2 separate regions of the Oryctolagus cuniculus genome follow, and region 2 is linked to region 1. The links are chromatin contacts, called in public Micro-C maps. All regions are on one chromosome and are shown on one strand. The core of a region is the stretch at or near the end of the contact, and the rest is flanking DNA. Distances in the headings are between cores, read along the strand shown. Region 1 overlaps SPTBN1 (spectrin beta, non-erythrocytic 1). Region 2 overlaps SPTBN1 (spectrin beta, non-erythrocytic 1).

Region 1 (6,933 bases), core at 1,838-4,337:
TCTGCATATGGGTTTGGGGTTTTCTCTTTCCTTCTAACTCTAAAGAAAAAATTTTTGCTGCAGAATTCCCCTCAGAAGAGGCTTCCCTGGCCCTCACCTGCCTTGGAGTCTGACCAAGTATGATAAATTGTAGCCTTTTTCCAAGTAAACATATGTATCCAGGTCATTGCTGTCACGAGCAGTTTTGGAGTCAAACCTGCAGCATGAAATTTTTTTTTAGCCTGGTTTCTGTATATACTAACCCCATTTTCTCTCTGGACTCACACCTGGGCTCAGGCCTTCCAGACCACATTCACTTCCTCCTCACCAGAAGTGTCCTCAAGTCTCACACTAGAAGAAATGTGTCAGCTTGAAAATCCACTCACATTCTTTTGGTTTAGGATTTTGTTTCTTGGTTTATTTCCCCTTTTACAGCTCTCCCTTTAAAAGTGAAAAGACAGAGATATTTAAATAGCCCACTGCTCTTAGGCATGTGTATACAGACTATCATTTGCAAGGCCAGGGTGGTCACAACACCAGACACACACAAGTACACACCACATACATCCTGCCTTCTCTTTCTGCCCCAATAATCTTTATTCCCTGTTGCTATGAGAATAAAGTGTTCCAATCAAAAACACCCTTAAATTGCATAGCCTCCAGTCTCATCCTGATCACGAATGCTGACTGATCATTTGCATAGACAGGATGTAAGCTTGGACTTCTCCCTCCCTTCAGAGCTTTCACCAGCCCTTTTTCCAAAGGGTCAGTCTTGTCAAGCACTGGGCCCATCCGTGCAGATAAGACCTCAGCGAGAGCAGCAGCTCCCAAGGGTTGACAGCTCTGAGTGTTCAGGTGGTGGTGGCCAGTCTACCGTTTATCCTGTTGAAGTTGTTGCCGCTAATTTGGTGCCACTTTGGTTCTGGGCAGCAGTGGTGGGGGACGTATCTAATGAGCGTGCCATTGACACCTCCGTGTTTGTCCGTGTGTGAGGGGTGCAGGTTGTCTGTAATCCACTAAAGCGTCAGCCACACCCAGCTTTAGTTAACTCGCTAATCCCACGCCCTGGGTGTTATCAGCCAGGGGCTATTACGGTTAATGGTACACAGTTGACGGTACACAGGCTGAAAGCGATAATGAATCAAGACCCTACTACATGTCCAAAGCCGAAAAAGCCATGAGGGTTACACTTTAAATGAGCTTGGAAAGGAACGCTCCCGAAGACGTCTGCAGCCTGAAGGGTCAGAGCCACTGGCAGCCCGGCTCGCTCTGGGCTTTCTCGTCTCAGTGCAGCAAGGCACCGTGATCAACCAACCCGTGATGGGGAAGGCCCTGGTTCTGTCTTTGTTTGGGGGTAAATAGCTGTGTGGTGTTGAGTGACTGTGATTGGCTTTTCCAGCTCCTTTAACACAAACTACAACCCACTCACGATACAACTTGGGCAGATGTGGTTCAATTGATGTTTGTTGACTTGCCTCATTTCCTTCCAGCTCTTTCCGTTCCCAAGTCTAACGGGGATGGTAGATGTGAAATGCATGACTGTCGTCCTAATTTCTGCATGTGTTTTTGACAATGTGTTGAGGGCTGGGGGAGGAGAACCAGAGAGCATTTTCAGATCCCAGAGGTCTTTCCTTGTCTTATTTCCGGGGGAATGCCGTGTAGCTCTTGATAGAGTTGTCTATCGATCTGTTTGTGAATGCCCTTTCGCTTCAACTTCCAGCCCTTCTGGTGGCATCCTTGGGTGTAAGGTGGCTGCTGTATAACGTCTACTCTCTCCTATTTAATGCGTGTGATTGTTAACTGTTGTCCTTTTGTTCTAAAGTAACCCTAAGAGGAGATGATTGAGTTACGGTAGAGAAAATGGATTGATCAGAGGAGTAGAGTGCAGTAAAACTCATACTGGCATTTCGCTTTTCTCATTTCCCTGTAAACGGGCGGGTATTAATCCTTCCCCCCACCTTCTAATGTCCTTGGTGTCCAGCTGGCTTTGTGGGGTGTGCAATGGTTTTACTGTACTGCCTCGATCTGTGCCAGGCATTTATACACAGCCACGTGTGTGAGTCAGTTAGGACGGATGTGGTCACCCGCTGTGGCTCATGGGATTAGCTGAACGGCTTCTCCACTGTCCCTAGATGGCAGATACGGCAGACACGAGCGAAATGGTCAATGGCGCTGCAGAACAGAGGACGAGCTCCAAAGAGTCCAGTCCCATCCCCTCCCCCACCTCTGATCGCAAAGCCAAGACTGGCCTCCCGCCCCAGAGTGCTGCCACCTTACCAGCCAGGACCCAGGAGATGCCCTCGGCGCAGATGGAAGGCTTCCTGAACCGGAAGCACGAGTGGGAGGCCCACAACAAGAAGGCCTCGAGCAGGTAACTGCAGCCAAAGCTGGGAAATCAGCCCATCAGGGGACAGGACGAGGTGGCAGGGTAGTGAGTGTTCACAGGCTTCATAGATTTCACACCTCCCTGGGTGTCAGATTCCTGGGACTGACAGTGGAAGGTGGGAGGGGGGTGCTGTAGTTCTTCATATTATTTGTTACCTCCCGCCAGCCCCAATTTTATTGTGTAACAGATAGGGATATGTCTGGTTAAAATAAAGGCTCACTTTCTGTAGGAAAGCCAGTAGTTGTCAAAAAGGGGCCAAAACTTGTATCTGACTCCAAAGCCTACGTGCCTAACCATCAGTAAGCCCAGGTGCCCATGACCACTGTGCACACCCATGCAAGTTACTGTACCCGGCATGTAGAAGGAATCCTGTGTGCCTTCTTAATGGACTACCGTTCCTGTGGAGGACAACATAGGTGCTAGAGTAAAATCAGTGTACGAGGACAGTTTGCCATATCATGGAGCAGAGGCCACCATCCTCTAACTTACCTGAAGGTCCTATCGGTCCCAAAGGACTTTGTGTGTCGGGGGAGGGGGAAATTAAATTGTGACTGCTTTAGGGGGCAACGAGGTAGCACCTGACGTCCCTCTCTGTTCCACCCAGGTCCTGGCACAATGTGTACTGTGTCATTAATAACCAGGAGATGGGTTTCTACAAAGACGCCAAGACTGCTGCATCCGGCATTCCCTACCACAGCGAGGTGCCCGTGAGCTTGAAGGAAGCCCTGTGCGAAGTGGCCCTCGATTACAAGAAGAAGAAACACGTATTCAAGCTAAGGTGACAGCTGTTAGGGCCCAGGGCTGGGCTTGTTTCCACCTCAGGGTTGGTTTTCTCCCATGGGTACCCTGTGTTCAGCTGGGTCACCTCTGAGCTGTTTTAGATCTCCCAAGAAGGTGGAGCAGGTTCAGCCAGATTGCTGTTAAGGTCGCTGGATTCTTTGGGGACTGGAGCCAGCCACTGGCCCCCTGTGGTTTAAAGCACGGCTGAGACTGAAGGAGAGGGAACTTGAGTTCTTATTACCTAGAACACAGGGCTTGTTTCCTAAGACTTAAAGATGATCTCAATTCCTAGTTTAAGGGAAGCTTAGAAAAACCATTTCTCCATCATTTCTGCTTATCCAGACCCAGGAAATGCTGTTCTTTGCTCATGAGTGAACTGGCAGTGGGTCAAGTGAGTCATCACGGAGACAGATGGAGACAAACAGGAAATGCTTGGGTGGGGCCCAGGCCCCCTCTGCCACCTGCCTCCCAGTGGCTGCTCCAGCTGCCCCCAGAATTATCTAGCCCCACATGTCTCTTCCCCCTGGGATGCATCACATCCCCACAGAGGAGATCCAAGCTCAGAAGTTCTCCTCACCCTTGAAAATAAGCAGAGGAAAAAAAATCATCCTATCTTTAAAAAATGTAAAAAGTAAACATTTCAGCAGTCAGAATGTGACCGTGGTTTATGCTGGTTTGCTCTGTAGCTCTGAGATCTGAAAAAGCTCTGGTCTTCAGCTGTGTTTGCATTTCATGCCGGGTAACCAGGCCAAGGACTCCACGGAGAGTGACGCCTTTGGCATGATTTATTGAGCTCTGTCCGCGAACGCTGTTGGCGGGTGCTCCAGACTCTGGGATGCTTTCCGGCTTGTCAGACAAGGTGCAGACAGCCCAACTCCTGGCTGCTGTCTCCCTGTGCTCCCGTGATGCAGCCCCAGAGTCGGGATTGGCGTTATCCCCTGTGGCACCAGCGATGCCCTCATCTCGTTACAGTAGCGCAGTAGCTGAAGGAACCTCTTCAGGTCATACCAGTGGCCTCACACATGTGGCTGCTTTTATTCTGAAATGCATGAGAAGAAAAACCTAGGAGACCTTTTCTACATGTCAGAGATCATGGAATTAAGTTTTAAATACAGAGGATCCAGGCCGGCACCGCGGCTTACTAGGCTAATCCTCCACCTTGCGGCGCCGGCACACCGGGTTCTGTCCCGGTTGCCCCTCTTCCAGGTCAGCTCTCTGCTATGGCCAGGGAGTGCAGTGGAGGATGGCCCAAGTACTTGGGCCCTGCGCCCCATGGCAGACCAGGAGAAGTACCTGGCTCCTGCCATCGGATCAGTGCGGTGCGCCGGCTGCGGCGGCCATTGGAGGGTGAACCAACGGAAAAGGAAGACCTTTCTCTCTGTCTCTCTCTCTCACTGTCCACTCTGCCTGTCAAAACAGAGGATCCAAGCTCAGCAGCAGAATTTCAAAAGAACTCATCATTCTTTGTTAAAGTCATTTATTTGAAACACAGAAAGACAGAAAAAGCTGCTGTCCCTCGATTCACTCTCCCAAATGCCCGCAGTGACCAAGGCTGGGCCCAGGCCAGAGCCAGGAGCTAAGAACTCAGTCTAGGTCTTCGTGTGGGTAGCAGGGAACCAGCTGCTTGTGCATCAGTGGTTGCCTCTCAGTGTCTGCGTTGGTGAGAAGCAGGAATCACGAGCTGGAGCAGGAAATTTGTTCTAGGACATTGGGGTCTTAACCACCAGGCCAAACCTCCATCCCACTGCGATGTGGGATGCAGGTGTCCCCAGTGCCTCTTAACCACTGTGCCAAGCACACCCCTGTATGGCTGCTTGTCCAGGGAACTGTCGCTGGGTCTGTGCAGGTCCCCAGATGTGGTGACATGTACAGAGCTCTCTGGCACTTCTGATAGGATTCCTAGGGCCTGTTTATATCCCACTGAGGCACTGAGAGCTGGGGGCTTCTATTTTTCTGAAGTTAAATCACAGCTGACTTTCTTCCTTGGAATTGCAGACTGAATGACGGCAATGAGTACCTCTTCCAAGCCAAAGATGATGTAAGTTTTTTAGTTTCATTTCTCTCAAATATTTAGGAGTATGTTGCCGGTGTTGGTGGCATAATCACTTTATTCGTCATACTCGTATGCTTCATGAGCAGAGATGGCCTCTGTCTTCTGGCCTCCGCTGTCACTATCACTGGAGGTGTGGTGCCCTTTCTGTCTCTAGGAGGCAGTGCATGTCACCTTGTGCCCCTGCTGAGGGAGGACAGAGTGCGGAATCGGTGGAAGTTGAGGGAGGAGAACCTTGCCCGCAGTCTTGGGGCAGGAGGCCCAGTGAGGTGGTTCCAGGGCTGGCATGGCTTCTGACGCCCTCTGCTGCCGAAAACTAGCTGTGCTCCATGGTTGTCCTCCACCATGAGGTGGTTGACGAAAAACCCTTGAAATTTGAAAGAACGTGGAACCCCACACCCGAGAAGTGAGCCCTGTCTTCCCACTCTGGCCGATCTGTAGGACCGCATTCTAGAGTGGTGAGTTCTCATGGGAGGTGGGCTGTGTTCACTCTGCTCACTCTGACAAAACAGAGGTGCCTTTTCAGGCAGTGCCCAGAAGTGGCTGCTCACCTTCAGCCAGACATGCCAGTCCCCAGCCTTCTGGCCACTGGAGGCTGGGATGGTCACCGGGGTGGGGCCGGGACACCTCACAGCCACACCTCGTGGTTGAGTCTCACCTGTGTCCCCTCCTTTGTCCAGGAGGAAATGAACACGTGGATCCAGGCCATCTCCTCGGCCATCTCCTTGGATAAGCACGAAGTGTCCGCCAGCACCCAGAGCACGCCAGCGTCCAGCCGGGCACAGACCTTGCCCACCAGCGTCACCATCACCAGCGAGTCCAGTCCCGGCAAGCGGGAGAAGGACAAAGAAAAAGACAAAGAGAAGCGGTTCAGCCTCTTTGGCAAAAAGAAATGAACTCCTTCCCTTCACATCCTGCCATTCTCTTACCTTTTCAGTGAAATTCCAGCATGCAAGCTCAGAACCAACACATTACTCTCTGTGCCTAATGTTCCTCAATGTGGTTGATTTTTTTTTTTTTTTAATTTATAGAGCATTTCTGGGGGGAGGGAGGGTAAGGGAAATACACCTAAATACTCTATCTCCAAGTTATAAAAGTTTGAGGTGCAGAGGGAAGGCCAGATTTTTTTTTAAAAAAATGAAATTATATAGATTAGAGCTCAATATTAAAACTGTTCCTCAATTTTGTGAGGCTGTGTTGGAAATAACCCGCCTCTAGTGCTGTTGGTATGCAAGGCAGCGGTGCTTACCCAGTATCTCCTGTGCTCACCAGAGACAACATGTACCAGTTTCCCAACACCATTCTCTTCCATTGACTTCCGGTGGTCACCCTCAGTTTTGACGCTTAGAAGTGCCCGTGGTGGGTGTAACCTTTATTAAACAGATCGTGTCTTATGATCTTGCTGCAGCCACAAGTGCAGCTCTCCATAACTCTACAGACCAAACCGTTTGTATCTGGCATCACTTACTAACACACAACATGCGGCTTTTCTGCATCAACCCTGACGACGGTTAAGAATGTCGGTATACAAGAAGGAATAGAAAACTGATACTGTTTTAAATAATCTGTAATTTCAATTTTTTTTTGCTGAAATACATTATATTGTATGTTTGAGATAATTCTAGTACAAAGTATAATAAACCTAGATGTATAATAAGCCCTTTAAATCATTGGTAAGTGTACAAGTGGAACTAAAGCATTTACTGGACAAAGTAATGTTACTCTAATGGTTACTTGC
Region 2 (7,100 bases), core at 4,383-6,882, 140 kb before region 1:
GTTCGGGGCTTCCTAGTTGTTTTGTTTTTGCTGTGGCATCACCAGCAAAACCTTGCTTTATTCATCTGCGGAATTGGGCTAATAATAGTATCTGCCTCCAAAGGCTGCTGGGGAAGTGTGAATAAGAAAGCAAGTAAAGCACCATGCTCTGTGTAAAGTAAGCTAGCAAGACTGACTTTTCATTGTGCTATGGTGGAGACACATCAGCTCTGCACTCCCTTGGGGTGCTGTTTTCATGTTGTTAACTGTCGGGCCAGGACTTCCCTCCCATGTATGTCCTTGTGTTTGTGAGCAGAGAACTCTGTGTAGGATGGAATTGGGGCCCTTGCGTGAGCACCATGAGCCGAAGTCGCAGTAGGTTAGCTGGGGTTGTTCCTCATTGGCTGCTTCCCACCCTGAAGAATTCCTGCCAGGCGAATCATAAACAGCAGGTGACTCTCTCACTCTCTGGCAGCTTGGCAGGCAGTCCAGAGGGTTGAGGCAAAACTCTCAGGATTGTGGAACTGGAAATTCTCTGACACACAGTCCTAAGCAGGACTGCTTTTTCTTTTTTGTTTTATTTTTTAAAACATAGCACACCAACAATGCAGGGTATGCCTTTTCAGCTCTTAAATAGCAACACGGGAGGGTTTTAAGTGTTTGCAGAACATTTTTTGTGTCTGTGAATTCTGCCAAAGTAATAGTTATCATCTGGATTGCCTCCTCAAAAAAGTGTTTAGCAAATGTTGGTCACTTTCTTCATTTTTGTTCAATTTGTTTGAGCCTTTAGTTGAGTACTAAGGAAGTATGTATTTGTTTATGCGCACGGTGAAAATTTTTTCTCTATGTGTTGCTTTACTCTCTGAAATCTGAGTAGTTCAGACAAAACAAATTATCTTTGTGGGTAAAAACTAAATTAAAAAGGGAGATCTAAATTTTAATATGTGGATGGAGAAGTACCGTATTAAACATGTGTTCATGTTCATTAGCAGCCTGTTTTAAAATGTGACTTCCTAAAAAGCAGGATGTCGCCCACATCTGTGTGGCTCAGGAGAACATTAGTTACAGGCTTTGTGACTGATGGGAGTTAGTACTAGGGTGATGGCTGGGGTTGACTTTGCTGGCTGATGGCCTCACCTTTTGGTCTTCTGTCTTAGGCCAACCCTGCCAGCCCACAGACTAGCAGCACTTAAGGTTACCGGGCATCCTGCAAGGAGTTGAAACACACAGGCTGTAATGAACATAGGAGTTCAAGATCCTGTTAGCCAGTTAATGCAAAGAGAAGTTTCTGTAATCCCATAAAGATAAGTGGTGAACAGAGGTGTACAAGGTAGCTGGGAGGGAGCACAGATAGGGCCAGGTTGTCTAATTCAGGACAGGTGGTGATTGTGGCTGCAAGTGATTCAGGAAGGTTTTCTGAGCTAGGGCTGGTATAAGAGTAGAGAGCTGGTCTAGGTGGTAGGTTTGGAGGTGAGATAAGAGCATGGCTTCTCCCTCCGGAGTAGTGCTTGGGACAGGGATAGTGGGACCAGGTTGGGTCTCAGTTTCCCTTCTGTGAGCTCTGTGCATTATTCTGAAGGCCCAGGGAGCCTTTAGCAGGAGTGAGTTGGGTAGGCAATGATCAGAATTATATTTCAGAAAGGTCCTTCTGGTGGCAGAGTAGGGGAATGGACTAGTGCTGGAATAAAAGCTATTGCTGGGGCTGACTCCTGAGAGTTCAAGTGCAGGAGCTGAATATGAGGGGAGAGGGAGAACAGAAGGACCATTGCAAGGTTCCTGGCTGGGAGACTGGGAAAAATGGGCATTCAGGAGGAAAGCAGGATTTAGGGTAGGTGGGGGTGGGGATTAGGCATTTGATTTCAGACGGGGCTGGTGATCTTGGGAGGCAGCTGCACTTAGCAGGAGTCAAGAGCAGGGAGGTGAGTGATGTCACTCAGGGAGACTGGAGTGACAGAAGAGGACACTGGCAGGAAGCATGGGCATGAACTTGTTCCTTTAAGTAAGGAAAACCAGTGAATTTATCTGATACCCATATAACATAAAAAATAGATGTGACATCTGGGGAAGTAAAAGAATAGGTAAAGTGTTTTCTCTCTGGAATGTGCCAGGTATTGATTTCCAGAGTTTTCATCAGTATGGAGGAGAACCAGTAAAATCTTTCTGAAACCTGGAATGATAATACTCCAGTTTCTTCCTTAATGGTATGACCTTGAGGTAGCACCTGCCAGGCCTATGGAAGCTCTGCCTTATAAGTATAGGATAGTGGTTTGCTCATCCGTTTGAAGAAGCATCCTTCAAGGAGTTGAGACACACAGGCTATAATGAACACAATGTATGCTTACTGAAGCAGAAAATGATAAAGCATTTGGAATTTATTTGCATCTTTCAGAAAATTCTGGTTCATAGAAGATAGGATTAGAGAAGAGTTGTTTGAAAGGGGAGAGTCCCTTGGCTTTATTTCTTCTTTCTTAAAGATTTTATTTATTTGTTTGAAAGGTAGAGTTACAGACAGAGGAAGAGACAGAAAGGTCTTCCATCCGCTGGTTCACTCTCCAAATGGCCACAACAGCAGGAGCTGGGCTGATCTGAAGCCAGGAGTGTCTTCTGGTCTCCTCTGGGGGTGCAGGGGCCCAAGCACTTGGGCCATATTCCACTACTTTCTCAGGCCATTAACAGAGAGCTGAATCGGAAGATGAGCAACTGGGACAGTCAGCGCTGCAGGGAGAGCCTGCCCCTTGGCTTTCTTTTTGTATTCTTACTTTTATACACACAGCCACACACACACACACACACACACACACACACACACACACTTGAGCAGGGATGGAAGCCAGGCACTTTTAACTATCTTTACAAAATATAGTCACAAAGACCATGGATGTTACCCATGTCACACCCAGGGTATTACTGACTTTTATGCATTCAGGGGTTGTTTAACTGAGCTCCTCCTGTGGTGGCATAGTCAGATAGAATCCAGGCCCTCTCTGAGCTCTGGCCAAGGATCTCATCCACGGGAGACTGCCTTGCCTCCTGCTAACTGTGGGGAGCAATCCGGACTAGACTAAGTTGCTCGAATTAGGACTTATTCTATGCATCTGCTCTCCCACAATATGGCGCTGGGAGAGAAGTAAACAGCTTCCGCACAGCTGCCTCCAGTTCAACTGATAAACTGTAGGACTTGCTCCTGATTGGAGGAGAGCAGCGTACTCGGCGTGTGGGCAGCCGAGTTAGGATTGGCGGAGGAGGACTATAAAGGAGGAGAGAGACGGCATGCACCAGGAACATCTATGGGGAACATCTAGCTGAAGGAACACCTGTGCAGCCCCCCAGAGAACCGGCCGGCGGTGTGCCGCTCCCCTGCGGAAGTGGGGAATGTGGCCAGGGGGAACTGCCCTTCCACGGAGGTGGAAGGGATAGTAGCCAACCCGGGAAGAACCAGCTGCAATCCCGGGGAGGGCCGAGCAGACGAAAGAACAGCGCAGGGTCCTGTGTTGCTCCTCCACGAAGAGGGGGAGCGACATAATGGTGCCGTGACTCGGATAGGAAACCTGACTCGGATAGGAAACCTAGGGCGGATAGGAAACATGACTCGGATAGGAAACCTGACTCGGATAGGAAACTTAAGAGGGAAGAAACGGGAAGAACTGGGAAATTACCGGAGAGAGAGACTAGCAAACAGCCTAGGGAAAAGCCGGACGAAAAGGGTGCCGGAAGAAGCTATTGAAAGCCTAGGCATAGACTCAGATACGGACTACGGACTACGGGGGGAAGCTGGGAGAAATCTCTAAGGTCAAAAGCGAAAGTGAAAGCTAGAACAAACAGACTCGGACGCGGACTGTGGGGAGAGGCCAGGAGAAATGAGGGAGGAGTATTGTTGGAAGAAAGCTTAGGGAAACATACCGGGTAGAGAAAAATGTTAGGGAAATTGAAGCCGTGGGGGGCAGGCCAAGGCGGACACGAAAGCCACTTTGGGGTTCTCAAGTTAGCCCGGGAATAGGGGGCGAAAAGTTGAAACCAGAAGCTGAGACGCAAGCCAGATTGGGATCCGTCTGATTAGCCCGGGGAGCAAAGGACGGGAAGCCAAACCTTGGGGCGGAGACGTACGCTGGGTTGAATTCGCCAGGCTAGCCCGGGGAACTTAGATTGAATGCTAGTGGTGGACACGTAAGCTACGCTGTGTTACTCGCGGAAGCCGCCGCGTGCAGAGAGAGCACGGGGCGTGAATAGATAGGGAACGGGGCTGGCGTAGGCCGTGGTTCAGACGCGAAAGGGTTAAGCGTGGAGACCGCGGAGCGCGCGAAGCCGAGCCGCGCAAAGCCGGGAAGCTGCGCAGATGAGAGAGGCGCGCGGGCTGAAGCGGCGCAGAGCCGGGAACCCGCCGGCGGGGCGAGGTGCCGGAAAGCCGCAGGGATAAGAGAAACAGAAGTTTTAGAAGTAAAGTGAGAGAAATAGGAATGTTGGCAGATAGAAGTAAAATGGGAGAAATAGGAATGCCCGGAGATAGAGAAATAGAGAAATAGAAAGGCCTCCCTACAACACTGCACTGTGAGAGCTTGGATTCGGTCTGCCTGATTAAGTGAGGCGATGAGCACCTGGGCGGCTAGCAGCTTATGCGCCACAGGTCACCGAAGACAGGCACGAATTAACATCAGTAAGGCTTCCCCACAATACAACAATATTAAGCTTGGATTCGGTCTGCCTGATTTAAGGCGGTAAGCGCCAGCAAGCAGCTCGACCAGAGTATGAGCTGCAGGTCACCGAAGATAGGCACAAACCAACACTAATAAGTCTCCCCCACAATACGGCAATGAGAAGGCTTGGATTCGGTTTGCCTGATAGGTTTTGTAAACACCTGCAGGCAGTTCTAGCAGAGCAGAGCATGCGCTGCAGGGCACCGAACACAGGCACGCATCAGCGCCTAAAAACCTCCTCACAACATGGCGAAGAGAGGACCCGGATTCGGTTTGCCTGATAGGACTTGTAAGAGCCTGTGGCAACTCTAGCAAGTAGAGCAGAGTGTGTGCCGCGGGACACCGAAGACAGGCGCGTATCAACGCTAAAAAATAAAAAGAAAGGGGGATCTGTGGGGAGCAATCCGGACTAGACTAAGTTGCTCGAATTAGGACTTATTCTATGCATCTGCTCTCCCACAATATGGCGCTGGGAGAGAAGTAAACAGCTTCCGCACAGCTGCCTCCAGTTCAACTGATAAACTGTAGGACTTGCTCCTGATTGGAGGAGAGCAGCGTACTCGGCGTGTGGGCAGCCGAGTTAGGATTGGCGGAGGAGGACTATAAAGGAGGAGAGAGACGGCATGCACCAGGAACATCTATGGGGAACATCTAGCTGAAGGAACACCTGTGCAGCCCCCCAGAGAACCGGCCGGCGGTGTGCCGCTCCCCTGCGGAAGTGGGGAATGTGGCCAGGGGGAACTGCCCTTCCACGGAGGTGGAAGGGATAGTAGCCAACCCGGGAAGAACCAGCTGCAATCCCGGGGAGGGCCGAGCAGACGAAAGAACAGCGCAGGGTCCTGTGTTGCTCCTCCACGAAGAGGGGGAGCGACACTAACCCTTCCCAGTTCCCCCTAGTGGTGGAACCGCCAGGCAGAATCCCAGGATGGCCGAGCCTGCCCCCTCTTCTCTGCTCCTAATCTTCTTGTGGCCATCTACGAGGTGCTGATTACTCCACTGGCCTTTGGGACACACGGCTGATAGCACCTTGGGAAAATTCAACCTTTCCTGGATGACTTCCTGGGCACCAGTGTGGGATGTCAGCTGTCCTCACAGCGAGCACAGTCCCTTGTTGAAGTGGGCTGGAGGATGATGATGTGGGTAGCATGCTGGACTTGGGGGATTCTTGTGGCACGGACCCCTCCCCCACACTCTTGCCTTGATGCTGACCCTTCTCCAACCCAAGCCCCTCCCTTGAGACCACTGGATGCCTATAAGTTCCCTTTCGCCATGGTCCCGAAAGGAGGTTTGGGGGAGGTTTTAGAAATTACCCTAAAATTCAGAAACCAGCTATATCTGTATGAAAGCTCAGCTGTTTGGCAAGGATATTATCTTCAGAGGATGTTGCATGGAATAAAAAAGTCCCTCATGTTAAATTTCTAGGCACTTGAGTGGAATGACATAACCGGGATTTCTTTTGTACGTAGACTAGTGGGTGGTTTTGCTTCCTGTTACCTCTTTGCTTTAACAGTTGCTTATGGAGAAGCTTGAGGACAGCAGTTGGTGATGGGGATGGGTCAGTGGGAGGGGAGGTTCTGGTGGGAGTGGGGTGGAAGGGCTTGCTCCAGAATCAGGCCACAAGTTGGCAGCTGCCCTGGAGGCCATGGTGTGGCTTGCTTCCATCGGTCAGCAGGTGGCACCAAATAGCCAAAACTTATCTGGAGAGAGGCAGGCTGTGCTTGGGTTTCACCTCGGGTTGGATTAAATCCTACTTGCTGTACTTCGAGAATTTAGGACCAATAGCTGTTTTTTCTCCTAGAGAAAGAATACTACAAGGCTGAATTTTATAAAAAGTTCTTGATATTGATAAAACCATGAAAATTAATCATCTCCAACTTCAAATGTATATGATGATACTCATTTTCTTTCACTTTTTTGTTTTTTGAAGGGGATTATGCCCCTGTATGTTAAATGTAACTGTTAAGCTCATGTAAATATTTATTGGAGTAGGCTTCTGATTTTGTGTGTGTGTGCTACAAATACATTGCATATAGGTGCATATAAAGTAATATAAAATTAACATGCCAATACATTTATATGGCTAGAGCTGATTGCATCTGCTTGATGGCAATTTTACTCCCATCAGGATTTTTCTGTGTGAGTGAAGGTGGCGACTATTTGAGTTACAGATGCTGTGGCTCAGTTGCAAGGCGGATACGGTACCTTCCCCTGCAGGAGCATGTGGACTGTGTCAGCCACAGCTTGTGAGAAAACAGCCAGTGACAAGAGGAGAGGCAGTTGTATGCTGTACCACCAATTACTATTCTATTTAAGATGCAGTTAATTTGTTTCTGCTTCATTTAAGTACCTTGAAGCCTGGTTGCATATGACTTGTGGAGCTAAGCACTTATATACTGGAACTTGAGAAAAGCCATACTGCAACGACGCTAC

The links. A called contact is a pair of places that touch in the nucleus more often than the background predicts.
Region 2: a Micro-C map of ear pinna shows a contact between it and region 1, with 5 times the contacts expected there. The contact joins two enhancer-like sites. A contact is called at or near these places in 3 of 6 Hi-C or Micro-C datasets (ear pinna, psoas muscle and an unstated tissue).

What each region holds. Positions count from the first base shown.
Region 1 is chr2:147,975,050-147,981,982 of mOryCun1.1, reverse strand. SPTBN1 (spectrin beta, non-erythrocytic 1) reads left to right here. Exons shown (of 36, transcript XR_011386645.1): 32 at 1-1,333; 33 at 2,112-2,350; 34 at 2,970-3,143; 35 at 5,141-5,183; 36 at 5,876-6,933. Among named protein-coding and RNA genes, the nearest start is that of EML6, 52 kb to the right of the region's middle. Within about 2 kb of position 3,087, at least 4 of the 8 cell types and tissues checked have an H3K27ac peak or open chromatin away from gene starts, as enhancers often do.
Region 2 is chr2:148,119,148-148,126,247 of mOryCun1.1, reverse strand. All of the region lies in intron 1 of SPTBN1 (spectrin beta, non-erythrocytic 1), which reads left to right. Among named protein-coding and RNA genes, the nearest start is that of SPTBN1, 65 kb to the left of the region's middle. Within about 2 kb of position 5,632, at least 1 of the 8 cell types and tissues checked has an H3K27ac peak or open chromatin away from gene starts, as enhancers often do.